Regions from separate parts of the Mus musculus genome. Here all the other regions are linked to region 1. A link is a contact called in public Hi-C and HiChIP or PLAC-seq data. All regions are on one chromosome and are shown on one strand. Each heading gives the region's core, a stretch centred on a gene start, on an enhancer-like site or on the middle of the called end of the contact. The rest is flanking DNA. Distances are from core to core; before and after follow the strand shown. Region 1 holds the start of Hebp1 (heme binding protein 1). Region 2 overlaps Ddx47 (DEAD box helicase 47). Region 3 has its middle 5.5 kb from the start of Gm52922. Region 4 holds the start of Apold1 (apolipoprotein L domain containing 1).

Region 1 (6,895 bases), core at 3,309-5,808:
TGCATATCCCTGAGTGTATGTGTGTGCACCATATTCGAAGGAACCCTTGGAGGTCAGAAGGTGTCAGAGCCTCCAGACCTGGAGTTATAGGAGGATGCGAGCCGCCACGTGGGTCTTGGGAATCAACTTTGGGTCCTCTGCAAAAGCAGTGAGAGGTCTTAACTGCTGAGCCGTCTCTCAACCCACCACTGACTCCTTAACTGACCTAGACGACACACGTGTCACCTGGCTTCTCCTGGGCTGAACCAGAGCACTCCTATGTCACACTGCTACTGCTTTCCTTCTCCTCCTCTCCTGAGACAGGATGCCACTCTGTGTGCCAGCAGGCTAACCTCAAACTCACAGTGATCCTCCTGCCTCAGCCTCATGGGAGCCGGGATTACAGGTGGGAGCCATGTCAGGTTCCTGTTGTTTCCTTTGATGCCCACGACGCTCCCACTCATTGCTGTTGCTTCCTCTGCCTGGAAGATATTTCTGCTGCCCCTGTACTCCATCAGATGAGTCCTACTCATGGAACAGGTCCTCGTATCTGGAATTCACCCCCTCAGAGGGAGGCCTATCTAAAACAAATTTCCTGGGATAGCTTGCTAGGAGGGATTTGTGTTAGTGAAACACTTCTTGTAACTATAATGACATAATAATATGCATAAGCCTTATCCCTAGCCATAAGTCTGAATCAGGACTGTATCTAGAACCACAACTTGCATGTTGTTGATGCTCTATAAACACTTTCCTTCCCCCCCTCCCTCCCTCCCCCTTCCCTCCCCCCCTCCCTCCCTTCCTTCCCTCCCTCCCTTCCTTCCCTCCCTCCCCCCCTCCCTTCCTTCCCTCCTTCCCTCCCCCCCTCCCTCCCTCCCTCCCCCCCTTCCCTCCCTCCCTCCCCCCCTCCCTTCCTTCCCTCCTTCCCTCCCCCCCCTCCCTCCCTCCCTCCCTCCCTCCCCCTTCCTCCCTCCCCCCTCCCTCCCTTCCTTCCCTCCCTCCCTCCCTCCCTCCCTCCCTCCCTCCCTCCCTTCCTTCCTTCCTTCCTTCCTTCCTTTTTGGGAAGGAGGGCCATAGATTTGATTTAATTTATTGCCAAGGACTGCTATAGTGACTGCTTAATTACAGGCACGAGACCCTGGACAATAACGGCTCTCGGGGGAAGCCAGCTCAGGTCTCTTCTGGGTGCTACTTGTCCACAGCATCAGTGCTCACACCTGCCATCTGCATCACTGGACCACTGTGAAGAGTTAAGTGTAGAAGATGAACATTAACTGGGTGTGGTGGGACATGCCTATAATCCCAGCACTGGGAGGCTCAGCCTGGCGCTCCATGACACTTTGTCTCACAAAACCAACACTCCAAAGAAAAACTAATGAATGAATGAATGAATGAATGAATGAATATGGATGTAAGACAGGCATGGTTGTGTGCGCCATTCCAGGCACCTAGTGGGTGGAGGTGGGAGGATCAAGTGTTCAATCTGGGCTATAGGAGATCCTATTTCATAAAAACGGAAAGCAAAAGCAGAAAGACAGGAAGAGAGAGAGAGAGAAAGAAGGAAAGAAAGAAAAATGGATGCTGTCTAGAAAACTACCAATTCTATACAGAGCTCTATATGGATGTATTATCTAAGTGGAAGAACCAGCCACCTGTGTGAACAGTGCTGATTCACATCAATCACACCAGAGCGTTCTCCTGTTCCGTGGAACACAACAGCAGCCGTCCTCTCCCCCACCTCCCAGTGGCTGAGGCTCTCAAGAGCCAATATTTCACAATTGGTGCAAACTGGGTGAGGGTCAAACTCCAAAGGCCTTAAGAGAATGTCTCTTGCTCTGGGCTATTCAAGTCCTCTTTATGGTCATTTTGTTTTTTGTTTTTCAGGCTACTTGTAGTCCATATGATGATGTTTAGAAGGCTGTTTTCTGATAAGAAGCAACTGTTAAGAGGACTTTCTATGCATTGCTGTTCCTTGAAACACTTAACGTGAATTCAGTCATCCATCGCTGCCTCCAACAAGCCCACGGTGTTAGTGCCTCAGCCTTCATCTTTAGAGCTATTGGGGAGTAAGAGGTTAGGTACCACGTCCAGGTCACAGTGGGCAGATGGTGGGGCCAGGACTCAAACCCAGGCTGTTGGTCTGGACATATTTGCATAGGTTGGGCCGAATGACATCAGTCATTCCTATCAGCCCTGTCCCAAGCATTCTCAAGACCCACCCAACTAAGCACAGAGGGCTCCCCATCCCTCCCTCCCTGAGCAATGAAGAGCCTGATAAGGTTGGACTGGAATCAGTCTTGAACACATGGATATTGTGAAGCCTGTCTGGCATGGGGCCCCTGAAGTGTGCCTTCTACCTGCCAGGGGTATAGATGGCAGAATCTGACCTAGACTCTTTGTAGGATAAAGCAGATAATTATGAGAGAGAGAGAGAGAGAGAGAGAGAGAGAGAGAGAGAGAGAGAGAGAGAGAGAGAGAGAGAGAGAGAGAGAGAGATTCTCCTTAGAATTGCAACAGCCCACCCAAGTCTATGTAAAAAAACAAAGCTTACACTTATCTTTGAATATTTAATAGCTTGTCAGAGGGAGTGTTCTTTCCCCTTTACGGTTGAAGAACCTGGGGGCTAGGGTAGCTGAGATGTTAAATAACTTACTTACAACCCTCCTGCCTCCACTTCTGAGTGCTGGGATTGCAGCCATGCCTGGTTTAATAAACACTTAGTGAGGTAACTACTAACTACACTATAAGTCTTTCAGCAGGCAACTCACACTTTGGTGTGAGCTGCCTGATGTGGAGGCTGGGACTTGAACTCACGTCCCCTACAAGAGCAGTGCACACTCTTAGCCGCTGAGCCGTTTCCCTGGCCCCACAGTGTGTATTTCTTATTTGCTCATTGGCTATAGGAGCCTAAGCTTCACAAAGGCAGAACTGTGACATAGACTCACCTACTCTGCTGCTATAGAGCTCCAGCTTGGAACTCACACAGAGCCCACTCTGGCCTCAAACTTGTGGCAATCCTCCTGCCTCTGCCTCTTGAGTTCTGGGATGGCAGACATGAACCACTGTATCTAGTTTGGTTTTGTCCACCCTTAATCCTCATTTTCCAGCTACACGGCCTGCACAAAAAGTGTTATTTGTTAATTACTCTTTAATTGGGGGATTTCTTACAGAGAACTTGGGTATCTGGAGTTCCTTAAAGATTTGGCAACACTAGTCCTGGGGAAGTTCAACTTTCAGCACGCTTCAGTTGCCACCAGGCTGTATAATCTAACCAGCCCATTTCACTCCTTTTCATTATCTGTCTTTGAACTCGTTCGTGTCCCTGCGTGATCAGGGCTTCAATTGCTTGTTCTACACACAACTGAGGAGCCCCTGAGAGGGGGAAGGATGGCTTGACAGAACTCTGGAGGGCTGAGTCTAGACTAAAGTTGAGTTGTGGGCTTTGTGTGAGGTTCAGTGTAGTAGGTTCCAGACCTTGGCCCCCAGGTAACACGGGCCTTTTATCCAGAATCATTATAATAAGAGAGTGTCCTGAGATAAAATATATGTCAGGCTGAGGGAGCAGATGAGTTGCAAAATACTCGGCTTGGTTTGCACAAGGCTCTAGGTTTAATTCCCAATATTAACCAACCAATAATCAAATACATGCCTTCAAGATTATACCCGAGTACCCAAACTCCTAACTTTCATGAAAGCTGACCGGGTGTCCTGATGCCCCTCTGGTGCCGATGCAAATTTGGTAGACCAAGGTGATTAAGTCTCCTCGCTCACTCCATGCATCCAGCACTAGCAGTTGCAACCGTGCAGCTCTGAGCCTTTGCACAGGCACTTGCCTGGGAACTCCCACACAAGCGGAGCTTAGCAGCCCACAGGTTGAAGGGCCCCTTATGGCTCCCTAGCAGATATGCCTGCTGCAACCATGTGTCTCTCACAAAATTGTTCAGAATGTAGCCAGGCGTAGTGGGTCATGCCTGTAGTCCCAACTCTGGGAAGGCTGAAGTGGGAGGAATATTGCGACAGAATTCGAGGCTAATCTAGGTTACACAGCCAGTGTCAGGGTAGCCTGGGACAGAGTGGGTCTCTGCCCTAAGAGGGGGGGGGGGAGTTCAGACGGTTTGGAATGCTTAAATGGACAGATGCACGCAACAGGCAGTGTCCCACTCGCCAAGATGGATCCTTTTCCGCGTCAGTGGTCTGGCTGAGCCAGACTGCTCTTTCCCCTCCTTCCCAGAGCAAGCGCCGGGCAGTACAGGGCGGCCCCAGCCGGAATGCAGCTTCGGTCACAGTCCCACCCATGGCCCCGCGGCACCAGTTTCAGCCCCGGCCAGGGTGGGGACGGCCGCGCAGAGTCCTCCTTCAGGTCCTCTACACCCTGCCGGCCTACCTTGCCCCCGGTGCTTAGAACCTGCCAAGGCCACGTTTCCACGCTCCCGAACAGTGAGTTCCTGATCATGCCCAACATGGTGACGCCGTGGGGTCTGGCCGATCGAGCGTACACTCACTGGCAGTAAGGTCCACAGGGCGAGGGGCAGTAAGCGCGTGAGTAGACAGGCGATTGGGGCGGGGCTGCGGCGGTCTCCGCCCACTGGGCGACACCGGGCGTGGCCTGGGCAGCGTCCCCCAAACTCCACCCACGTGAGCCCAGTCTCCTGGGTGCGGAGCTGGTTCAAGCCTGTAGCACCCCACTTTGTGTATACTTTCCTTAGTCACCCTCTTCCTACCTCACTGCATCTCACAGATGATTAAAAACAAACCGTGTTCGTTCTTTTGTGACAGGGTCCTGCTATGCAGCCTACGCTGGCCTGAGGATCCCTCCGCTTCAGCTTCTGGAGCACTGGGCTTGCAAGTGATCACTGTCACTCCTGGCTTCATCTTCTAAGGGGATGGAAAAGCCACTCTTAACCTTTTTCTTACTGTTTTCTTTTTTAACTTTGTCTTTTTAGTTTGTTGGGCAGGGTCTCAGTGTCCAGGCTGGCCCAGAACTCACTATTGTAAACAGGGTGGCTGGGAACTCTGCTGTCTTCCTGTCTCAGCTTCCTCCGAGCTGAGGATTATGGGAGTGCGTCACCATAACAAGCTCTACAGTGCATTTAAAAATGGTTTTACTTTAAGGTGTGTGCGCGCACACTGGTGCGTTGTATTCCCCTGGGAGCTAGTATCACAGGAGGTCCCAAAGGTGGGTGCTAGGAACAGAACTGAGATCCTCTCTGAAGGCAGTGTGCGTCTTTAAGAGCTGAGCCATCCCTCCAGTCCCAACAGTGTATTAATCACAAGTTTCACACTACTTGCCCAAACAACAGCTCGTTCAGTCCCCTTATAACCTAACCGATTTTGTCAGGATTTATTTTATTTGAGTGTTTGTTTCTTGCCAAGTACTTTGTAAATATTACCTGTACTCTAGTACACTCTAGGATCATTAATATACACACACCACATAATAGTATCACAGATATTATTAGGGTACTAGATACTAAATCTACACACATCACACAGTCCTAGTATCACAGTTGTACATGTACCCATCTTACGGGGGTGGGGAGGTTGAGGGAATGGTGTGAAGATACTGAATAGGAGCAAAATGCATATGCAAATGATATGCAAATGATATATACATAAACTGTCATAGTGAAGCCCATTGCTTTATATGCTATCTGTCCTGGTCAACTTGACACAAACAAGTGTTATTTGAGAAGAGGAACCTCCATCGAGAGCTTGTCTGCATCAGATCACCTGTTAGCCAGTCTGCGGGGGCAATTTCTTGATTAATGACTGAGATGGGAGGTTCCATTCAACTGTGTATGGTATTGCCCCATGGCAGGCAGTTCTGAGTTGTTAAGAAAGTAGGTTGAGCAAGAAGACCTAAGGAGCAAGCCACTAAACAGGACTTCCCCACGGGGTCTGCTTCAGTTCCCACCTCTGGGTCCCTGCCTTAAGTGATGGAATGTGACTGTGTGTCCATTGTGTCCAAGTGTGGAGCATTGTAAGAAAACAATAAACCTTTTCCTCTCAGAGTTGCTTTTGATCATAACAACATATTATTATTAACATAAAATTTTATATATTATATATTAATATTTTACACAATATTGTACATATTATATGTTACATATAATTAATAATAAATTGTTATTGTTATAGTACCAATATAGTGACAAAAGCAGAGGGAGAAAAAGAGGAAGTCTGAATCAAAATAAACAGGTTTTTCAAACCACTGAAAGCTCGTGGTTTATAACCCCCTGACCCCGCAGGAATGGACCCTCTCTTACCCCCTTCATATCTGGCTTCTCTGAAAGGCCACTTCAAATCCTGTGTCTTTATGACCAGTGGAACAGGTTCCTCTTTGTTCTAATGTCCTGCCCATGTGACATTTGTTCGTGCACCTTGAACCTGATGGCTGAAATGGCTTAGGTTGGCTGCTACTGAGCTGTGATCTGAATCGTCCGTTGTGTGTAGCTGCTGTATGTGTATGTGTGTCTCCTTGACAAAGGGAAGTGGAGGCTGAGCTAGGCAGAAGTCTCAGCAATAGTCATAACGATGTCCTCAAGTTTGGTGGGAAGAAATACTCACGTTATTAACTGCGTATGAAAAGAGGGCTTTCCCATAGCTTCATTACAGATTCTTTCATTGGTGTATAATAAGTGGCTGTTTAATTAGTTCATACTTTGTTTCTTGACACTAAAATGCCATTTATATTAAGAGGCACTATTTTTATGTACCATCAAGAAAGAAACAAAATGTTACTGAAGAAAAACTATGTTGGGGCTGGCGAGGTGGCTCAGTGGGTAAGAGTACTGACTGCTCTTATGAAGGTCCTGAGTTCAAATCCCAGCAACCACATGGTGGCTCACAACCACCTGTAATGAGATCTGATGCCTTCTTCTGGTGCATCTGAAGTCAACTACAGTGTGCTTATGTA
Region 2 (6,906 bases), core at 3,561-6,060, 140 kb before region 1:
CTGATGGCCTTACCCCATCAGACACTTGAGGTTTTGTCCAGAGTTGAAATGAGCTAGCAAAAGTTGAGGGCTTATGGGAAATTCACCACTGAATCTGGGTTCGTGTAGTCTGAACAGGCTGGCCATATCCTCCACTATGCCTCCCCCCAAAGGTCAATCTCAAGGTCAGAAGACTAGCTGTGGTTACAGTGAGCTTGGGTATCTGCCTCACCTCTCAGAACCAGTCCCTCCCTTGAATACCTTGAATACCTTCTGTGTGTTCTGAACACCAGGCAAGCTCATGTGAACCACGAGTCTAGGGTACTACTAGGGGTAGTAGCAGTAGCAGCATGAGAGAAGATTCTAGAGGAAACCTTGGAATGCTGTGTCCTTCCTGGAGAGAACTCTGAAGTGTGGTGGATACTTCGCCTTTGTTGGCTTATTTTGAATAATTGAGATACAGACTTGCTGTGGGTTTTTGCCCACGTGGAATTTATGTGTGAGCTTTTGTTTATAAACATGCTATCTGTGGTGGGGAAGAAAGTTAGCCAGGCATGCACAAGCACACAGGTGCTACCTGTAGTTAAGTATAGTGGCATATACCATGGTCCTATAATGACATATACCATGGTCCTATAATGACATATACCATGGTCCTATAATGACATATACCATGGTCCTATAATGACATATACCATGGTCCTGTAATGACATATACCATGGTCCTATAATGACATATACCATGGTCCTGTAATGACATATACCATGATCCTATAATGACATATACCATGGTCCTGTAATGACATATACCATGGTCCTGTAATGACATATACCATGGTCCTGTAATGACATATACCATGATCCTAGCACTTCTGAAGCTGAGTCGGGATCAGTGAGAGTTTGGGCCAGATCTGTGCCTGGGGAAAAATTTCACAAAGTATAGAACGGATTAAAATGGTAGCTGAAGAGGGGAACCAGGCTCTGGAGAACCATTGAGAGCATCAAGCTAATTTTTGGTTTTTAAGGCATAGTAAGAACTGACCTAATTATATGTGACTGTCATTTTTATGTCTCAGCAAATATAAATCCATGGGATTTTTCCCCCCAGTTTTACCGTCCTGTCCACCATGTGACATTTTTGTTATTCTTAGATTTTTGAGGCAAGGTTTTGCTGTATAGCTCAGGCTGTCCTTGCACTTACTGTGTAGTCCAGGTTGCCCTTGAATTCATATCCAGCCTCTTGCTTCAGCCTCCCAAGTGCTGGGATTACAGCTGTGCACCACCATGACCAGCACATGTAATCACTTTTTGATGGCTATATCGCATGCTGTAGCATGGTTTACAATGGTGATTTGTTTTCTCCACTTTAACTAGGGCTGTGCTTAATAAATATCCTAGTAGCCTCTTATTTCCTTAAAGGAAACTTCTAGAAGTGAGATTGACCAGAGAGTACACATACAGTAGAATTCATACAGAATGCCTGATTGTCCCCTAGAAAAGCCAGAGCAGGTCATGTGACCACATCTGGGCCAGCCAGTCTCATTTCACTTTGGTGCTTTGGTCTCTGTATGAGGTCAGCGTTTCTGTTCATTTGGAGTTGATTCTTAGCCTTTTCGGGCATTCTCTGACCTGAGGATGGGGCACGGGGGTTGCTGTTAACTCCAGTCAGTCACATCGTGTTTGCTGCCTTGCAGGAGTTAAGGGAGCACGGAGAAAAGAAGAAACGGAAGCGAGAGGATGCAGGAGATGATGATGATAAGGAGGGCGCCATTGGTGTGAGGAACAAGGTGGCTGGGGGCAAAATGAAGAAGCGGAAAGGCCGCTAATGCTTTAGAAAGACTTCTGCTCGCCTGCTCGCCAGCTGTGAGATTCTGTCCAGAGACCACTCGGCCAGCTGGGAGAACGTTCCTCGGGATTGCAGTGTCATTGCAATGGGACAACTTTTACAGTGTTGACACAGGACTGGCCGCTCTTCAGCTTGCATTCCTCACCTGTGACACAAGTGCCGTGTGCTCTTCATGCTGCACCTCTGCCTTCCCACCTGCAAGCCACGGCCTGGCGGATGGAGAGCGCTGACTGTAGTTAACTGTAAAGCTTCTACAGAATGGTGTGTACGCCACCTTATCTCAGCCGGCATTCAGCCTGATGTGGGTCAATAATTATTATGATTAAAGATGTATTTTTATTACCTGTGTGTGTCTGTGTGTGCACTTTTATGCAGCTACCCAGAGGCCAGAGGAGTTGGCCTCCCCTGGAGCTGGAGCTGCAGGCAGTTTTGAGTCACCGCTGTGGATGCTGTGGATGCTGAGAATCAAGTTCAGGTCCTCTAGAAGAGCAGTATTCAAACTCTTTGGAGACCTTGTTATTGAAGGCTTTGTAGCTCCTGCTGATGGGGACCTGTTCGTGTCATTATATGGCAGCTTAATTGGTTGTCTTTAATTGAATTAAGACATTAATTGGCATGTTGAAAAATGAAGAGCAAGATGATGGATGGCTTTAAAGAGAAGTTCTGTTTAGAGGAAGCTGCACTTTCCTGCTATTGGTGCGGCAGCAAAGGGCTTCAGAGCCCCAGGTACATTCATTTTCCTGATTCCTTGTCTAGGGACTTTACAGGTTGCTGGGGTTACAGATGTGTGCCACTATGCCTGGAGACCAAACCCAGGGCTCGTTAGGTTGGGACTCTACCAACAGAGTAGCCCGGGCTTTGCATTTAATTGCTGTTCATGGTGCATTTGAGTGAAGGATGAGTTAGAGGACTCGGACAATCGAAAGGAAGCGGGGAGGAGCCATCCATACTTGTGAGCAGTTGATCTGAGTTGGGCACCCTTGGGGCTCATTTTCTAACCAGTCATGCTTTCCTGATAGGCTTCTCCAACGTGACTGTGGTGGTGACTTTATTTTGCATCAGTGGACAGCTGATGGGTAACATTGTCTCCCTGTGAAGAACTTCAGAAGCAAATTAAAATTGGATTGGGGACGTGTCTGAGGGCTCAATAAAAATCTGGGGAGTGTTCCAGCCTGAACTTCTGCTAAGCAGTGGTTCATGGAGCTGAGATATATGCATAATTTTGGAGAGATTTAAAGAGTGGTTGAGGAAGACGCCAGACGTTGACCTCTGGCTTCTACATATACATGAACACACAGGTGCACACAGGAGAACTAGTACGTCCATATACATAACCCGTTGTGCCAGGCTTGGAGGTGTAGCTCAGTTGTTACTCTGAGGGTCCAAGACTCAACTAGATCATTTTATTATTCTTGGTCTTATAAAAATGCAACAAACACCCCAGAATTTGCCTGACTCTTCACAGATGTCTGGATGAGAGCCAGAGAGCTTTCCAAGTAGCTTCCTGTCTCTGAGCTATCTATCCCCTACATCTGATGCCAGTTGCCAAGTGCCTCAGCTCTGGGAAATGGGACCAGAAAGAACCAGAGGGCAGTGGTGTTGGTTACAGCAAATGAAGGAATCCACCTTATCAGAAGCAGGTGACAAAGCATGAAGAAGGCATGTCCTCAAAAAAGAAATTAGAGACTAGGCTGTGGCAATTCTAATCCAGAGTTCTTGAGGTGAAACCTAGCCTTGGGGCAGATAATAAAAGGGTGTGAGTCACTCTTGGGCTGGAATGACAAGAGACTCAGCCCAAGCACTGGAGATTCAAGGGTGACCCACACCTACATTCTTTATGCCTCACCTGTCTCAAGAATGCACTAAAACTACAGCTAAAAATAACTGCAGAAACTTGAGGTCTGGGAAGTATCGCCAAACAGTCACACCTAAGTAGACAAGAGCTCTGGGCCATGATTGAAGACAAGAACATGCTCAGCTGGAGGCCACACAGTCTGTAGGACCCTCATACCTGTTGATACCGCTGGAGCTTGTCTTAGAGACTTTGTTGCTGTGAGGAGACATCATATAAAAGGAAGCATTTATTGGGGGCTTGCTTATAGTTTCGGGATTATGCCATGATCATCAAGCTAGGGAACATGGCAGTAGCTAAGTGCTTAGATCTGATCCACAAACAGGAGGCAGAACGAAGGAGATTAGGCCTGGAATGGGCGTTCGAAGCCTCCAAGTTTACCTCCAGTGACACACCTGTTGCAACAAGGACACGCCGCCTAATTCTTCCCAAACACCTCCATGCATTGGGGGCCATTCTCAAACCATGGTAGAGCTTTCGTCTGCTTACAGCCATCTGTTCATCTGATACCAGTAATCTCAGATTTTAGGAGGAAGAAGCAGGAAGATCAGGAGTTCAAGGCCAGCATCAGCTGCGTAGGTAGTTTGGAGCCAGCCTGGGCTACGTGGAAACCCCATCTTTTGGAAAACAGAGCCAGTGAGGTGGCTCAGCAGGTAAAGGCACTTGCTACTAAACCTGAGGACCTGAGATTGATCCCCCCAGGACTCATATAATGAGAGAACTGACTCACAGAACTTCCTCTTAATCTCTTAACATCCTGTGATAGTTTCCACCCTACCTCTGATAAATAGATGCAAAAAAATTTTAGGTCAAAAGACCCAAACAAAAGCACATACACAAACCAAAAAAACAAAACCAAATTTGATTCCAAATCTCAGTCCTTATATGATGTGTATGTGTGTCTTTTGTATGCATTTCACATTATACACTCAACAAGCACTTACTGAACGAAAGGAATCAGCCAGTGGTGGCAGTATTGCATTTCCTTAAATGTGCTCCACATAACAAATGAGTGTTATGCCTATAAGCTTTCAGATGCCAACTTAGTTTCCAATGGGCAACCATTAAGAGAGGATAACAGAACATCTTCGTTTTCACCGGTAGATGGCAGAAGGGGGAAATGCTCGCCCTCACTTCCTCTGTGGGAAAAAATAGTTACTAGTGAGCAGTGACTGGGGTGCAGTGCAGAATCAAAGGGCACACAGTGTACTCTTGTGTGGCCTGCAGTGACTAAGGGGTAGCAATCAGGGCAGGTATGAGAAGTACCTATAGGTATCTGAAGGGTGATAGTCTTTAACAGGACTGCCAGGCCAGGCCTGGGGTGTTTCCTCACAGGTAGAGAGCTTGCCTTTTGTGTGCAGGGATCTCTGGGTTACCCAGACTCTAGGACTGGGAGAACTAAATGCTGTATAAAATGCAGCCTTGCTCTGTTCCCTGGTCCCTATCTGTGCTAGCTTTCCATTTGTGCTAAAGTCTCCCCTGCCTATCTAGGTATTGATAGGTCACCAACTCCTGGTTCTCCCCCTCCAGTCTGGAGCCTGGGAATACAGGCATTTCCTTCCCAATGCACAGTGTGTATGAGAGTAAGTTGTTCAGGGTCTTGAATCCTCTTTCACGATATATCCCTCTGTTTTGCTGTACCCTCATCCAGGCCAGTCCATAGCTTTCACTTGTCCATGTTATCTCATGGCTTGGTGCCAGGGAGCTAGTGAGTCACTTATTCTTTTTGTCTTTGGCCCAAAGTGATGGGGACTTGTCCTCCATCCAAAAGAATGATAGCAGCAGTCAGGCATGATGGTCAGCAATATTGGGCTGTGGGCCTGAGGGCATAGCTCAATGGCAAAGGCTGTGTTTACATGCACGTGGCTCTGGGTTTGATTCCTGGCATTAAAAAGAAAATGAGAGGCTGGACAGACGTCTCAGCTGCTGAAGTGCTTGCTGTACAAGTAGGAGGGCCTGAGTTCAGATCCCCGGAACTCATGAACAGTTGGTGTGGTGGCCTGTGCCTGTGATCACAGCACTTGGGAAGGGAGGCTGGACATCTGGGACTCTCTAGCCAGTCAGTGTAGTCAATTGGTGAACTCTAGGTTCAATGAGAAACTCTGTCTCAAAAACAAAAAAATATGGTTGTGGGCTTGTGGGGTGATTTAGTGGGTAAAGGAGCTTTCTGCCAAGCCTAACTATCTGAGCTTGGTCCTTGAGACCCATATGATAGGAAGAGCAATCAAGGAAGACACTGGATGTTGACCTCTGGCCTACACACACACACACACACACACACACACACACACACACACACACACACACGAGTGAGCCTTCCCATGTTCAAAACACATACCCTTATACCCACACACACCATACCACCCCAGAGATAGAGATGAGAGAGAGAGAGAGAGAGAGAGAGAGAGAGAGAGAGAGAGTGTGTTACAGAACAGAGACAAAGTGTTTTATATATATCTTTATAAATTTATAAAAAGTATATATATACAGATATGTGTGTGTACATATATATTATTTTACCTCCCAGCCTTGAACACTGGCTCTTTCCCCTCCATTCTCTGAAGATGAGTCCTCTGGTGACTCTACCTTGCTGCCTGACATCTCAGAAACTCGCCAGTCCAGGCTATTAAACCCAGTGCCACCTTCAAGCCAATGCTCTCCTTGTGATTTTCAGTGAGTCAAGAGAGCAGAGACCATGACAAGTTTTCTTGATTGCCACGTTTTTCTTAACTCAGTCAGGGTTGTTTTAGACACACGATGGCGAACAATGAGGTTGTGGCCAGCCTGCTGGGTCTTGGCACTCTTGGGTCCTGACACCCATCATTTCCCTTGCTGGAGGCCATGACTCAGTTTTTGAGGAAACTTCTGAAAAGCTTGTTTGTGATACTCCTTCTTGGTCACCCCTTATTCTGTGTTTACTTCTTTGAATTTTCCCAAGGAGATTCAAGAATCATATAGGGAGCCGAGAGTTGCCGCTAATAGAGTTGAACCAAGGCTTCTGTTGGCGTTTGTTGGTTTTCGTGGATTTCAGAGGATGAGGGTTCAGGGAGTGGGTGGAGAGCTCAGTCCTTTAATCCCAGTACTCAGAAAGCCAAGGCAAGAGGAGTGTGTGTAGCCTAGGCTGGCCTACATGGGAGAAGGCTGGTGAGGTTGATCAGGAGCTAAAGGCTAAGCTTTACAGAGCGACTTTAGTTACTGAGACCTACATAGCAGGAAGAGAAAACAGACG
Region 3 (6,610 bases), core at 456-2,955, 180 kb after region 1:
TAGCACAGCAAAGTGAAGGCGTGAGAGAAAGGTCGTGAGGGGTTTTGGATGCGCCTAACGGGGTCTTCACTTCAGAGCAGCCAGCTCTCACACCTGGCATCCTTTGTGTTGCTTTGGTTTTATGACACTGGAAAGTCCAAGAGTCTTACTCTTGCCTTCCTTTGCTGTCACATGTTCCTTCTGCCCTCATCAAAAATTTCCAACATCAATGAGCGCATGGGCGAGCATGTAGCAGAAATTGGGCAGACACTGATGGTGTTATTGTCAGAGATCCTGTGGTACTGTAAAATTTTCTAGGCTTTCTTTTCCCTTCCTCCCTCCCTCCCTCCCTCCCTCCCTTCCTCCCTCCCTCCCTCCCTCCCTCCCTCCCTCCCTCCCATCCTCCCTTCCTGTCTTTCTCTTTTTTTTTTAAATTTTGAATAATTTATTATTCTAAGAAAGAATAAAGTATGGAAAGTTAGTGTATCTGAATCATTTCAGAAAGTAGAGCTGTTTCCACCGGCAGACTTGAGTTTTTAGCACCTTGGAGAAGACAGTTAAGACAAGTGGTACTGCCTGTCTCAGATGACAGGTGGGTGCTAATCTGGCTGAAGTCATGTGGTTCCTGTGACTGGGGAGTCATTTGGTTTTTTGAGAGTGCCACAGAACAACTTAGGAGGAAGGGGTTTGCCCAACATAGCTGGTGGTTAAGATGGACTGGAAATGCTGGGACCACGAGGCTGAGGCTGGCAAGGTGGTCAGATGGACAGTCCGAAGGTACTGACGATGCAGTACATGGTCTTGTTCTCCCATCGGACTGTGCAGCTTCCGTCTGTGGAGCTGTCCCAGAAGCAGGAACTTGCGGAGTGTAACCCAGCACCGTTCTTCTGCATGATCACACAGGTCACAATGTATTTAAATGGTCTCCCCAGTTTGGTGAGTTGGCTCAAAGTCTGTTCTAGGACATTAGTGGTCCACTGGTTGACTTTGCTGTGCTGGTAGGCATTACCACCGATGGCGCTTTCTATAGCCTCCTTTACAATGCTGCTCACTTCATCAACAACAAATGCAGTCTCCTCGGAGGCCTGGAAGTCTTCCATCTTTAACGCGTCTCCTTCGCCCGCGGAGTAGAGTGGACTCTCTCTTTCTTTTTAAAAATTTATTCATAGCAATTGTGACAAGCGGCCTGTCTTCATTCCAGTATTATTATTTTATGGTGAATTAATTATCATGAAACACTCTCTGTCATAGATCATTCTACTTCCTCCCCTTGAATCCTGTTTTGAAAGACAGGTGAGATTCTGCTTTGTTCATTCAGCACACACTTACTAGAAACCTACCATGCCCAGGACACTGGTCTAGGCACCTGGATTCAGCAATGCACGAGGAGACTTCTGTCCTCTGCAGCCTCAAGGACCTAACCTTTGTTTAGCTGGCTCGTTGGGAATGTACACATTCTCTGGCCAGGAGAATATGCTCTCTGTCCTCTCTGAAGCTGGGCTGTGGCTCTCTCCACCGTTGAAGACTCTTTCGATTCTGAGATGACTGTCCGTAGCATGGCAGCTTCTGAGCAGTGAGTGCTACACAGTCCCATGGAGAACTATAAGTGGTGTCCAGCTTGAAAATATGACCGTTCCTCTAAATAATCTAAAATAGGGTGCTCTCTTTTGAGAAGACAACTTAAGTCCGTGAGTCATTGTCACTAGCCACGAGGCTAAGTGGAGGACAAGGAACCCAGAGGCTGCTCCAGGGGTCATTTGGGTGGGGTGAGTTCCTCATTCACAGAGAGGGGTGCAGAGATCTATTGGAGTTTTAGACAATCCTGTGAGGACCTAGGCAGTTCTCATTTGAAATGGAACCCAGCTGGCAAGGTTTAGAGCCACCCCACATTCTAGGAATTCTTCTAGTTATTGGGTCACCCTCAGTCTACTAGCAGATTCTGCAGAGCTTCTATGAGCTACAAAATGGCTCCATTGTGAAGAAAGTAGAACACACACACACACACACACACACACACACACACACACACACACACACACACAGAGAGAGAGAGAGAGAGAGAGAGAGAGAAAACAGATAATGTATTTTTCCTACTAATTTTGTAGCCTTGATAAACAGTTTTATCTCAATTTTACCTCCCCAACAATGCTTAAAAAACAATAAAGAGGGGCTGGGGAGAGAGAGCAATGTGGGTTAGAGAGCTTGCTGCCTGCATATATGGAGCTGCATTCAGATCAGCACGCAAGTAAAAAGTTGGCTGTGTCTGGGCTCACCTGTAATGCCAGCACTGTGTGTGACAGAGACAGGAATCCTGGGCCTTGCTGGCTGCCAGTGTAGTTTTGTGTCCAGTGAGAGATCCTATCTCAAAGCAGTAAGGCAAAGAATAATAGAGGATACTTGATGTCCTCCTCTGGTCTCCATGAGCACGCACACAGGCAAGCCCACCCACATACAGACCCATACCCACATAACCCTGTGTGTCTACTGCACACTGACTCACCTATACACACAAAGCAAGAAGGAAAGCGGCCAGAGGCTGGCTCATCCTGCAATTTCAGCACTTGAGAGGTTGAAGTAGAAAGACTGTTATGAGTTTGAGGCAAGCCTGGGCTACCTAGTGAGACTGAAACTAGCCTGGGCTATGAATTGAGATCCTGTTTTAAAATAAGAATAGCAGTAGTAACAAAAAAACCTAGCAAACAAACGCATGAACAAACAGGCAGACATACAGTGAATGTGTGTCATAATTCATTATGCAGATGTGTTATCTTACATTGTTGTTTATTATTGTTAAAAGTTTATTTAAAATATGTAATTCTATTATTTTTCTGTTTTCCTTCCCTTTAAACTCTCCCGTACCCACAACAACTCCCTTTCAAATTCATGACCTTTTTTCTTTAATAATTATATGTGTGTATGTAGATATATATATTCGCAATCCACTGAGTCCGTTCAGTGTTGCTTGTGTGTATATGATTTCAGGGCTGATCTCCGCTGGAGCCTACACTAATCTGGACTTGAGTCTTTATGTTTGTCCCTGTGAAGGCCAAAGTCAGTGGGGCACACCCAGCCCTGCCCCTGCTGCAGCCCAGCCCCCAGCTGAGGAATCTGTGCAGCTGTCACCTTGCCACCAAATGAGTGTGGACCTTACATTTTATTGCTTCTGAGCTCAGGCCAGAAATTCCTTGGCAAAGATTCGATCAGCTCAGGCTTGACTGATTCCCTTCCCCAGGCCTCGGAGGGGAGAGCCTGCTATAGCAGGATTCCAGGGTCTGCACACTCAGTGGGGACAAACTGCCAGCACATGGCCTGCTGCTCTTGTGAGTCTGATGTGGAACTGATGAGGGGCATATCCTGAACCACAGGGATTATGGGATAGGGCAAGGATAAAGTGACGCCATGCGAGGGTAGAATGTGGACAGTGGGTATGCTCAGACCGAGAGCAGGCGTGAGAATAGGGGGGTTGGTAATCCTCTACTGTATCTTTAGGGGTTGGCTTCTGTGCAGCTCTGTGTTCCTGGGTCAGGGATCAGGAAACTGTATGAACTGTCAAACACCATTCACGAGATAAGAAGGGAACAGAGAAACCAGAGAAAGCTAATCTTCATTCATCTATCCATTCCTCTCTCACATGACTTCACAGGACTGGAAGAAGATCCATCTGGGACAATGTTATGGAGAACATTGTAGATTGTGAGAAACATTTCTTTTGGAGGAAGCTCAAAACCTGAGTGCTTAAATCGGTTCTCTAAGATTAAACGTTATTATGTGATGAAATCAGTGCCATCTGGCCGGCTGATGAATGGGAAACCGTATTTAGACAAGATGTCAGCTATGCTATTGTGTGTATAGATGTGCTGTGTACAAGGAGTTTCACCAACATATTGTTTATGGTGTCCACCACCCACTGAGAGGGAATTGGTTGGTTTTGTTTTGAGGCGGGAAGATGACCTTGAAGTGGCAGTCAGCCTATCTTTACTTGGCAATCGCTGAGAATCAGCATGTATTGCAATTTTTATGCGGTACTAGGGATCAAACCAGGGCCCTGTTCATCCTGGGCCAACACTCTACCAATTAGGCTGTGTCCCCAGCTTTATTCATGGGGGATTATCTAAACACTTTATTTTGCAGAATTCAATGTAGCTGTTACAAATAATGACTCATTGGAATGCTAAGGGGTTTTGTTAGAGGAGACCTTTTGTGGTATGAAAGAGTTGGTGTCCGTGAATGTGTAGACCATCTTGAGTAAGCCATATGTATACAAGCATATATATGAAAAGATGTTTGAATAATTACCTAAAAATTAGGCAAATGGGTTATGTTAATGTGTGTGTGTGTGTGTGTGTGTGTGTGTGTGTGTGGTGTTGGAGATGGAATCTGGGACTTTTTTATGCTAGGAAAGTGCTCTGACACTGACCCCTATACCTTCACCCCCCCCCAAACACACACACACACACCACATCTAAAGTTTGTTCAGTAATTCTTATCTTAAAAGCATGCATGTTTTGCCTACATACATGTAGTATGTGTACTGTGTGCATTCAGTGCCTGTAAAGGTCAACTTAGCATGTTGAATCCCCTGGAACTGAAGTTACAGATGGCTGTGAGCTGCCATGTAGGTCCTAGGTACCAACCCTGGAGCTTCTGCAAGAGCAGCACATGCTCTCAACTGCTGAGCCACTTCTCAGGCCCCTATTTTAACTCATTTACATATAATTGTATCTGTAAATTTTGTTTAAAGATTGCATGTCATTTTACTTGCTTTTATGAAGATAATAAAAAAATGTTGTTTTGAATAGAACTACCTGGTGATCTGTCTCTTGAGCATCTACCCAAAGGACTCCACTTCCTCTTACAGGGACATTTGCTATCCATGTTCATTGAAAATCATGAAATCCATGTTCATAGGAAATAGAATCAGCCTAGATTTCCATCAGCTGATCAATGGACAATGAAAATGTGGTGTATGCACACAATGGAATATTTTTATTCAGCACTGAAAAACAAACGAAATCTGTAGGATAATGGATGGAACAGGAAAGTATTATTCTAACTGAAGTAGTCTGTGTTCATAGAAACCAGTGCCACGTGCTCTCTCTCATAGGCAGACCCTAGCTTCAAATGTTTGTATTGGTGTATTTAATATGCTATGTATGTCTGAGGAAGCTAGAACAGGAGTGTGAGGGTGGGAGTGGCTCAAGGGGTGAGCGGACGGTAAGGCACAGCTGATATGAACCTATGGAGGAAGAATAATGGGGTTTAAAGGGTTAAGCAGGAGTGAGTCAAGGCTACAGGGGAGAGGAAGGGTTGGGAGTGGGTTTATCAAAACTAAAGATGTATAAAAAGACCTTTGCAGAAAATTACTATGTTGGAAGCTAATTAAAAATATATAATTAAATTTAAAGGACCTTCACCGAAAGTATCCTGCATAGATGTGCAGTGCTTCCTTCAGAAGACACGGATCATGAGTGCTAGGTGTGGCCTTTTCCCTATGAGTGATTGGTCAGGGAGGCCACAGATATCCCCAGCACAGCCCAGGCTTGTCATTGTTCCTGATTGACTACTAGAACTCATTGGCAGGCCACCGCTGCTGAACTCTACGTAGAAAGACATAGGGAAATTAAGGTGGAACTACCTTCCTCCCTGGTAACTGTTTGATGGCAGAGCCAGCAGGCTCTATGCAGGCCTCTGGAGGGCCAGGGAAGCTATCAATGATATTACCCAGCATGCAACAAAACCAACTTGCCAGCCAGGCTGTGCCTACTGGTGAAATAATGTGTGACTGTTACAGAGGTAACCAGCAGGCCTACTGCATAGGAGGAAATTCATGCCTGTCACTCTAAGTCTAGGGAAAAAACCCCATGCCCAAAGGGATCATAGGCTCTTGATGGGAGCCTGCTACTATTGTCTTGATAAATGGACGAGCCACCACACTGTTTCCTATATTTGTACGGTTATGCACTTTTCTCTACCTCTACCCTCTACACTGCAGTGGTCAGAGAATGGGGAGGAGTGTTGTGAAATGATGTCTTCTTGTCACGACATGGCCACTGCACTCACAAACTCACTATAGGTACAGTGACCCGCACAAGATAAAGTCAACAAAGCTAGACAACATCCCAACAAGAAATGCTAACCGGATTCAGTGGGTTATAAATCACCAGGAAAAAAGCAGAGGACATGAATCACTCAGGGAGAGATTGTTGGAGATTCCTGGGGAGAGTAGAAGGAGGGAATTGGGAATGCATGTGGTCATAATACATTCTTTACGTATGTAAAAGTATTAAAAATAGATTAAAATCAAAACTTTAATAAGTTGTTTTATAGTAAGGCTATTTATAACACTCTTCTTTAGTAATTTTCTAGCACATAAGATTATATTATTAACACAGTATGGTGGTTGGAAGGAGAACTGTCTCCCACAGTCTCAGGTATCTGAACACTTGGTTCCCAGATGGTAGTGCTGTTTAGTGGAGCGGTACAGCCTTGCTGGAGGGAGCACATCACTGGGGATGGGCTATTGAACTTCAGTCTTCTCATTTCCACTCTGACTCTGTTTCATGCCTGTGGTTGAAGATGAGCCTATTCATTCTGTCTAATTGAAGCTGTGGACTCGTTGTCCAGCATTTTC
Region 4 (6,737 bases), core at 3,726-6,225, 190 kb before region 1:
CACAGTAATAAAGATCATAAGCCAATCTGGAAAAAAAATGGAAATGACTGCATCTCAGAGTTCTCTGTGTGTTTTGGAACCTGTAGGATTCCATTCGTTTATGACAATAATAGCTGAGATCTCATCTCCCAGCTGCCTTATTCCACTGAAGTTGATGTGGTGGCACACACGTGTAATCCAATCACTTAAGAGGCAGAGGCAGGAGCATCAGGACTTCAAGGTTATCCTCTGCTGCACAATGAATTTGAAGCTGGCCCGAGTTGCTTAAGACCTGGTCTCAGAAAAACAACAAAGGTTGACCACGGTGGCTCACATCTTTAGTCCCAGTGGAGGCAGAGGTAAGCAGATCTCTGAGGTCAGACAGAGATACACAGTGAGTCCTCATGTCAGAAAACAACAAAACAAAAATATCACAGTTTTCAGAGTCTGGGCAGGGACGGCTCAGTGGTTGAGAGCATGTACCACTCTTGCAGGAGACCTGGATGAGGTCTGCAGCATCCACCTAGACAGCTCACAACAGCCTCTATGTTCAGTTCCAGAGGAATCTGACACCCACTTCTGGATTCTAAGGATAAGGTACTCACATGCACACACACACACACACACACACACACACACATACACACACAAGCTCAGGCTTGCGAGCATGCACACACAAACATTTTTAAGTCTTCAGATTAAGTACTCTATGTTACCACCAAACAGAATATTCCAAAGAGATACTTAGTGTCAACGTCTCTGTAACATTGTTAAGAATATAGCGACATCTCTCCTCTTTTCTCCTCCTCCCACCTCAGCGCATTTTACTATGAAACCAGAATGGTCTCAAATTTGATATTCTCCTGCCTCTGCCTCCTGAGTGCACAGCTACAGATGTGTTCCAGCACTGTATTTTGTGTATGCACTTGTGTGTATGAGTGTCTTACTTACGGTTTCTATTGCTGTCATGAAGCACCATGACCGAAAGCAACTTGAGGAAGAAAGAGTTTATATCATCTTGTACTCTGCTATCCAGAGATGTCAGGGTAGGAACTGATGTAGTGACCACAGAGGACCAAGGATTAGCTGTCTGGCTTTCCCTACTTGCCAGTTCTCTTTCTTACACACTCCAGGCCCAGGGACCTGCACAGGAATGGCACCTACCAACAGTCTGCTGGGCCTGTCTACACTAATCACTAAACGAGAAAATGTCGCCACAGGTTAGCCTATGGGCTGATCTAATGGAGGCATTTTCCCAGTTGAAGGTCCCTCTTCTCAGATGAACCTGTATTGTGTCACGTTGACAGAAAACTAAGCAGCAGGATGAATTTATGTGTATGGGCAAAGTGTGTGTGTGTGTGTGTGTGTGTGTGTGTGTGTGTGTGTGTTAGAGAGAGAGAGAGAGAGAGAGAGAGAGAGTGGTGGTAGTGTCTCTTTGTGTAGTCCTGGCTGGCCTGGAACTTGGTATATGGCACAAGCTGGCCTCAAACTCACAGACATCCACTTGTTTCTGCCTCCTGAGTGCTAGGATTACAGATGTGCCTAATGATTTTAGGATCTCTTAGTCTTCCTCTCCTGCCTACCCCTCTTCCTGATTCTTTGAGGTAGGGTCTCACACTGTAGCCTAAGGCTGTCCTGCAACTCTGTGTAGCCCAGCCTGGCTTGGGCCTCACTGTACAGCTCATACTGACCTTCTGCAGTTTGGATGTGGCCCCCAAAAGCCCATGAATTAAGAGCTTAATCCCCATCCAGCAGGACACCGCCGCAAAGGGTGGAAGTGTTAGGGGTTGGCCATAGTGAGGGCTATGCTTTGTCTTATGTGTTTACTGGCATGCCCTTGAAGGCGATTGTTGGGCCCCATTTTGGCCCTGGTTTGGACCTTGAAGACAAACTTGAGCCTGGCTCCAGTTTTGAGACCGGTCTCAGTCACTTCCATATCGGGGTAACTCAGCAAGACCTGCTTGGCCCTGGCCCTGCTGTTGCTGAGGTAGAGCTTTGCCACTGGCCCTGTCAGTCACTCCATACCCTCCGTCACCCTTCCCTGCCTCCTATGTCATCTTACCTGTCTTAGTCAGGGTTTTTATTCCTGCACAAACATCATGACCAAGACGCAAGTTGGGGAGGAAACGGTTTATTCAGCTTACTCTTCCATCATCAAGGAAGTCAGGACTAGAACTCAAGCAGGTCAGGAAGCAGGAGCTGATGCAGAGGCCATGGAGGGATGTTCTTTACTGGCTTGCTTCCACTGGCTTGCTCAGTCCCACACGGCAAGCAGGTGAAGGGGAGAAAGCGAGACTCCCTTCTTCCAATGTCCTTGTATGGTCTCCAGCAGAAGGTGTAACCCAGATTGAAGGTGTGTTCCAGATGACCTTGAACTCAGAGATCTCCCTGTCTTAATCTTCTGGAATCCATAGCCACTATGCCTCAAGATCTCCATACCAAGATCCAGATCAGAATCTTCTATCTCCCAGCCTCCAGATTAGGGTCACTGGTGAGCCTTCCAATTCTGGATTGTAGTTCATTTCAAATATAGTCAAGTTGACAACCAGGAATAGCCACTACATTACCCCACCAAAAATCCCCCTCCCTATGTTCCCAACTTATATAAGGAAGACACTGATGCCATAAAGTTGGTTCCTGCTTTGATAAGGCTCCTGGCTTGGTGTGTTTCTTTTGGACCGTGGGGCACTCGCCATCCAGCTCAGCCCCGGAGAGAGACCCCGGCAGGAGTGAGGCCCCTCTCCTCTCACCTGGACCTGCTGGCAAGGAGCCAGCTGGTGCTTATCATAGAAAACCCAGTCCCTCTTCTTCCTCTGTGTTTTGTTCTGTTTTCCTAAGGTAGGAACAGTTTGCCACACACCTCTGGCCTGATGTGCCCAAAGTAATGGGGCTAACAACAGGTCATGAGCCAGAACCTCAATGCTATGAGGAAAATAAACCCTTTTCTTCACCCCTGACGCCCTTTACACACACACACACACACACACACACACACACACACACACACACACACACACACATGGACCAGGGACCTGCACAGGAATGGCACCTACCAACAGTGTGCTGGGCCTGTCTATATATGTGTGTGTGTGTGTGTGTGTGTGTGTGTGTGTGTGTGTACATGCACGTGGGAGTAAGAGAATGGCTTTGAGTGTTGTTCCTCATGTGCTGGCTGCCCTTTTGTGGTTGGAGTAGATAGAGCTTGTGATGTAAGCTAGGCTGCTCGACCAGCAACACCACACTTGGCAGTTTTAAATGTAGGTCCTGAGGATTAGACTCAGGCCCCTGTGCTTCCAGGTTTTGCTCTCCAGTTCGGGCTGACCTTGAACTTTGAGCAAACTATGATGCTTCCTTCCAGGTGCTGGGATGACAGGCCTGTGCCACCATGCCCAGCCGTTCTGCCTCTTATCTCAAGAGTACAAGTAGACGCTGGGGCCATTCTGCTCGGTTATGTCTATTCTGTAGGAGCTATAACCAGAACACTTGGACGTGGACTAAATTCTGACTGATCAAGGTCAAGAGCAGCAGGGTGTGCTGCAGGTGGCACTGCTCTGGTAAAGACAGGTTATCCATACGAAAGTGAGGGGCTTAATTGTGTTCTACAATGATAGAGCTGTTGAAACTTTCCAAATGGGGCAGAGCAAGAGGCAAGTTCAATGCCAGTCTGATCTACTTAATGAGTTCTAGGCTAGCCAGAACTCCATAGTGAGACCGCACTGAACAGATGCAAGAGACTCCAAATGAATAAGGGGGACTTTTGTTTCGTTTTGGGAACAGGGTCTCACGTAGCCCAGGCTGGATTCCAACTAGCTATGAATCCGAAGCTGACCTTGAATGTCTAACCCTCAAGCTTTTACTTCCTGGTGCTGGAATTACAGGGGTGGGCCACAGTGATGGGTTTCTGGGTGCCAGTGTTAGAATCCAGGGCCTCCGCGTGCTAGTCTACTGCACCTCCAGCTGGAGACATGAATCATTTAGGTGAAAACCAGTTTGGCCTTTGACGATGGTGTCAGGGGTCCTTTGGTGAGACTGGGTTTCCCAACTAAGCTTCAGCTTCTCCCCTCCCCCCACCCCCACCCTAACTGCTTCAGGGATAGCTATGGGGTGCATCGCCATCTGGTCTGGGTAAAGGCACAGAAAGAAGCTACATTCATTTCCCCGCCTGCACGCTCTGTAATAGATAACTGTTTTTCAGACCCTGCTGGGGAACCTGTAGCTAGAATCCACTCATTTAACCATGATGCAAGCTACAGTCCTCGCTTCATATGAAAACCCCGGAAGCCATCATCTCCCCGCTGCCATGGAAAGTGTATAATTAGCTCGGTGTGCAGCTTGACCCCAGTGATTTTTCTGACGCACTTGGCCCCGCAGTGTGCCCTTTTTGAGACCTCCTGTGTCTTCTCCACAGCTGGAGATGCCCTAAACTGCACGCAGCACTTCCTGTGGGCGTGGTCTTGAATTTTAGGCGCTCCTTGGTGCTGGCTGCCCTCCCTTAATGGGTCACATGCTTCAGCTACTTACATCCCCACAAAGCTCTTTGAAAAGGACCATGAGTGGCTGTATCGATCATAATTAAGTTTTCCGGTCCCTCCTATTTCTTTTTAAAAATGATTTTCTGATGGAGTCCTCTCAAAGAAACACTATAATTGGGCAGCCTGGGGCATGTGGGAAAGCCTCCCCCGATGGCGTCAGTAGCTATTCTCAGGAGAGGAAAGGCAGGGTATCCCCACTGGGAGATGACAGCACTTGTTTCAAGTTGGGGAAGAGCCTGTGGTTCTCTTCCTGCGTTTGGAGGGGAAAGCGAACACACAATATTCATTTCCTAAATACGGGACGTGCTTTGCCAGCGTCTCTTTTTCCAACATGTCATATCCTGGCCGAAGGCAGCAGGGGTCAGGGCAGGAAACAGCAGCTTCTCAGAATGAGACAAGGCTTTCCCAGAGCCGTCATTGGCTCCTGGGAGCTATAAAGTATGCTCGTCCAGAAACAGTCTCCCACTTTTCTTCCTGGAGGCCAGAGTGAAGGGTAAGTGGGGAGTCCGAGGGATGTGTCTGCAATGGGATTGGTGATATCGGGGTCAACTCTCGAGGCGTCATGTATTTGGAGTGACTTTTTCCCAACCTTCTTGTTACCTGAAAACTTCTTACTGGTCAGCTAGATCATGGAGGTCAACCAGGAGCTGTAGGACCTATGAGTCAGGAGACCAGTGTTCTTCTGGGGGCACTGAGAAACATCAGCTGTTGGTAGCCGGTCTCTAAAGGCCTTCATCTTAACCGAGGACAATGAGTTCTGGCTGTGCATGCCGATGCAAGCCTGGAATTCTAGAACTCAGGAGGTGGAGGCCGGAGAATCGGGGGTTTGAGGTCAACTTGGACTATGTAACAGCCTGTCTTTAAAAACAACAAAAACAAATGGAGAAAGATAAAAAATTAAATAACTTCTGCCCTGCTCGTTCAGGTCCGACATGCTCTTTCAGTGACTTATTTGGTGCCTTTAAGAAGTTCTGACTGGTGGAGAGTACAGTGTGTATGAAAATGGGGCTCCCTCATTACCAGGACAGATGGCCTTTTACAGATGAACCTGGTACATTCAGCTTTCTCCCTTAGTCACCTTTTATTGGCTTCAGTCCATCTGGACCCAAGGAAGCCTCCAGTGAGCTGCTAGCTAGCACCTTTTCTTTTTTACCTTGAGACAAATTCTTGTTATGTAGCCTTGGATGGCCTAGAACTCAGTATTTAGACCAGGTTGGCCTTGAACTCTCAATGATCCTGCCTCTGCCTCCCAAGTGCTAGGATTAGAGAGAGGGACAGGGACATTGAGAGAAGGAGAGAGAGAGAGAGAGAGAGAGAGAGAGAGAGAGAGAGAGAGAATATAATGATATAATGAGAATGGGGGGGGCAAGTACCTTGAGTCCCTAGGACACAAGTCTCCACATAATGAAAAGTTTTTGTTACGTTACATGCACGGTTTGCTACTTTTAAGGTGTTCTCTTCTTTTTATTGGTCCTTGTTTGTCAGGAGTTGGGGAATAGAATAGGGTGTCACACCAGACAATGGCTCTACCCCTGAGCTGCATCCTCAGCCCAAGTGTCATTTTGAAAACAGAGCAAAGTCTCTGTTTTCAGAGCATTTACCTGGAGCAGCTTTCTAATAGTCTCCACCTTCCCGTTTAAACCTTTATTTAAATCTGTGGATGGTGTCCATAGATTTTGTTCCCTGGAAGGAAAGCAGAAGACAGCATAATCTCTGTTGGAACGCACAGTTAACGGGTTCTGGGAACTTGTGTGACTTGTCCCAGGCTCCAGAGCCTTTGGAAACTTGACCCATAACCCAGTAGTAACCTACCTCCCTGTTCCCAGTCCTGAGTGGTTTATTTATTCGTGTATTCATTTCGGCAGCCTTGTGGATTGAGTCTGAGGGTTGAACGCTAGGTAAGTGATCTACCATTAAGGCAACACGCCCAGCATAAAGTCTATTAATTATTTGAGGACTCTCTAGAGAGTGCACCGGGCAGCTCTAGCCTAGGGCAGCAACGGGTGCGGAAACTCGGGCTAACTGTGCGTCTATGTCCCTCACAGGGCATGGAGAAGCGGGCGGCCTGGGAGCCGCAGGGCGCCGATGCGCTGCGGCGCTTCCAAGGATTGCTGCTGGACCGCCGTGGCCGGCTGCACAGCCAAGTGCTGCGCCTGCGCGAAGTGGCCCGGAGGCTGGAGCGGCTACGCAGGCGCTCCCTGGCGGCCAACGTGGCGGGCAGCTCTC

The links. A called contact is a pair of places that touch in the nucleus more often than the background predicts. HiChIP or PLAC-seq counts read pairs in DNA pulled down with a chosen protein or histone mark.
Region 2: an HNF4G HiChIP or PLAC-seq map of pancreatic cancer cells shows a contact between it and region 1. The contact joins the enhancer-like site here to the promoter of Hebp1 in region 1. A contact is called at or near these places in 2 of 39 promoter capture datasets (3T3-L1-derived adipocytes and trophoblast stem cells), 7 of 484 Hi-C or Micro-C datasets (the F1.1 cell line, embryonic fibroblasts, embryonic stem cells and 1 more), 7 of 115 datasets of contacts at active chromatin or transcription factors (embryonic stem cells, microglia and pancreatic cancer cells) and 2 of 9 other capture datasets (adipose tissue and liver).
Region 3: an HNF4G HiChIP or PLAC-seq map of pancreatic cancer cells shows a contact between it and region 1. The contact joins the enhancer-like site here to the promoter of Hebp1 in region 1. A contact is called at or near these places in 1 of 39 promoter capture datasets (pre-B cells) and 5 of 115 datasets of contacts at active chromatin or transcription factors (bone marrow-derived macrophages, double positive thymocytes, embryonic stem cells and 2 more).
Region 4: a Hi-C map of erythroblasts shows a contact between it and region 1, with 2.9 times the contacts expected there. The contact joins the promoter of Apold1 here to the promoter of Hebp1 in region 1. A contact is called at or near these places in 6 of 39 promoter capture datasets (the 3T3-L1 cell line, embryonic stem cells, fetal liver and 1 more), 1 of 484 Hi-C or Micro-C datasets (erythroblasts) and 8 of 115 datasets of contacts at active chromatin or transcription factors (bone marrow-derived macrophages, embryonic stem cells, microglia and 1 more).

What each region holds. Positions count from the first base shown.
Region 1 is chr6:135,163,657-135,170,551 of GRCm38.p6, forward strand. It overlaps Hebp1 (heme binding protein 1), which reads right to left and starts at 4,559. Exons shown (of 4, transcript NM_013546.3): 1 at 4,364-4,559. The coding sequence starts at 4,441. RefSeq lists an enhancer at 1,999-2,272.
Region 2 is chr6:135,021,606-135,028,511 of GRCm38.p6, forward strand. Ddx47 (DEAD box helicase 47) reads left to right here. Exons shown (of 12, transcript NM_026360.3): 12 at 1,674-2,171. The coding sequence ends at 1,805. Among named protein-coding and RNA genes, the nearest start is that of Ddx47, 13 kb to the left of the region's middle. Within about 2 kb of position 4,811, at least 69 of the 459 cell types and tissues checked have an H3K27ac peak or open chromatin away from gene starts, as enhancers often do. A contact at or near this core is called in pancreatic cancer cells and trophoblast stem cells, where this site is marked.
Region 3 is chr6:135,348,671-135,355,280 of GRCm38.p6, forward strand. It overlaps the pseudogene Dynlt1-ps1. Among named protein-coding and RNA genes, the nearest start is that of Gm52922, 5.5 kb to the left of the region's middle. Within about 2 kb of position 1,706, at least 81 of the 459 cell types and tissues checked have an H3K27ac peak or open chromatin away from gene starts, as enhancers often do. A contact at or near this core is called in bone marrow-derived macrophages and pancreatic cancer cells, where this site is marked.
Region 4 is chr6:134,977,026-134,983,762 of GRCm38.p6, forward strand. Apold1 (apolipoprotein L domain containing 1) reads left to right here and starts at 4,976. Exons shown (of 2, transcript NM_001109914.1): 1 at 4,976-5,004; 2 at 6,557-6,737. The coding sequence starts at 6,560. It overlaps Gm36428 (a long non-coding RNA gene), which reads right to left and starts at 6,620. Exons shown (of 3, transcript XR_003956531.1): 1 at 6,113-6,620; 2 at 5,112-5,369; 3 at 4,873-5,030.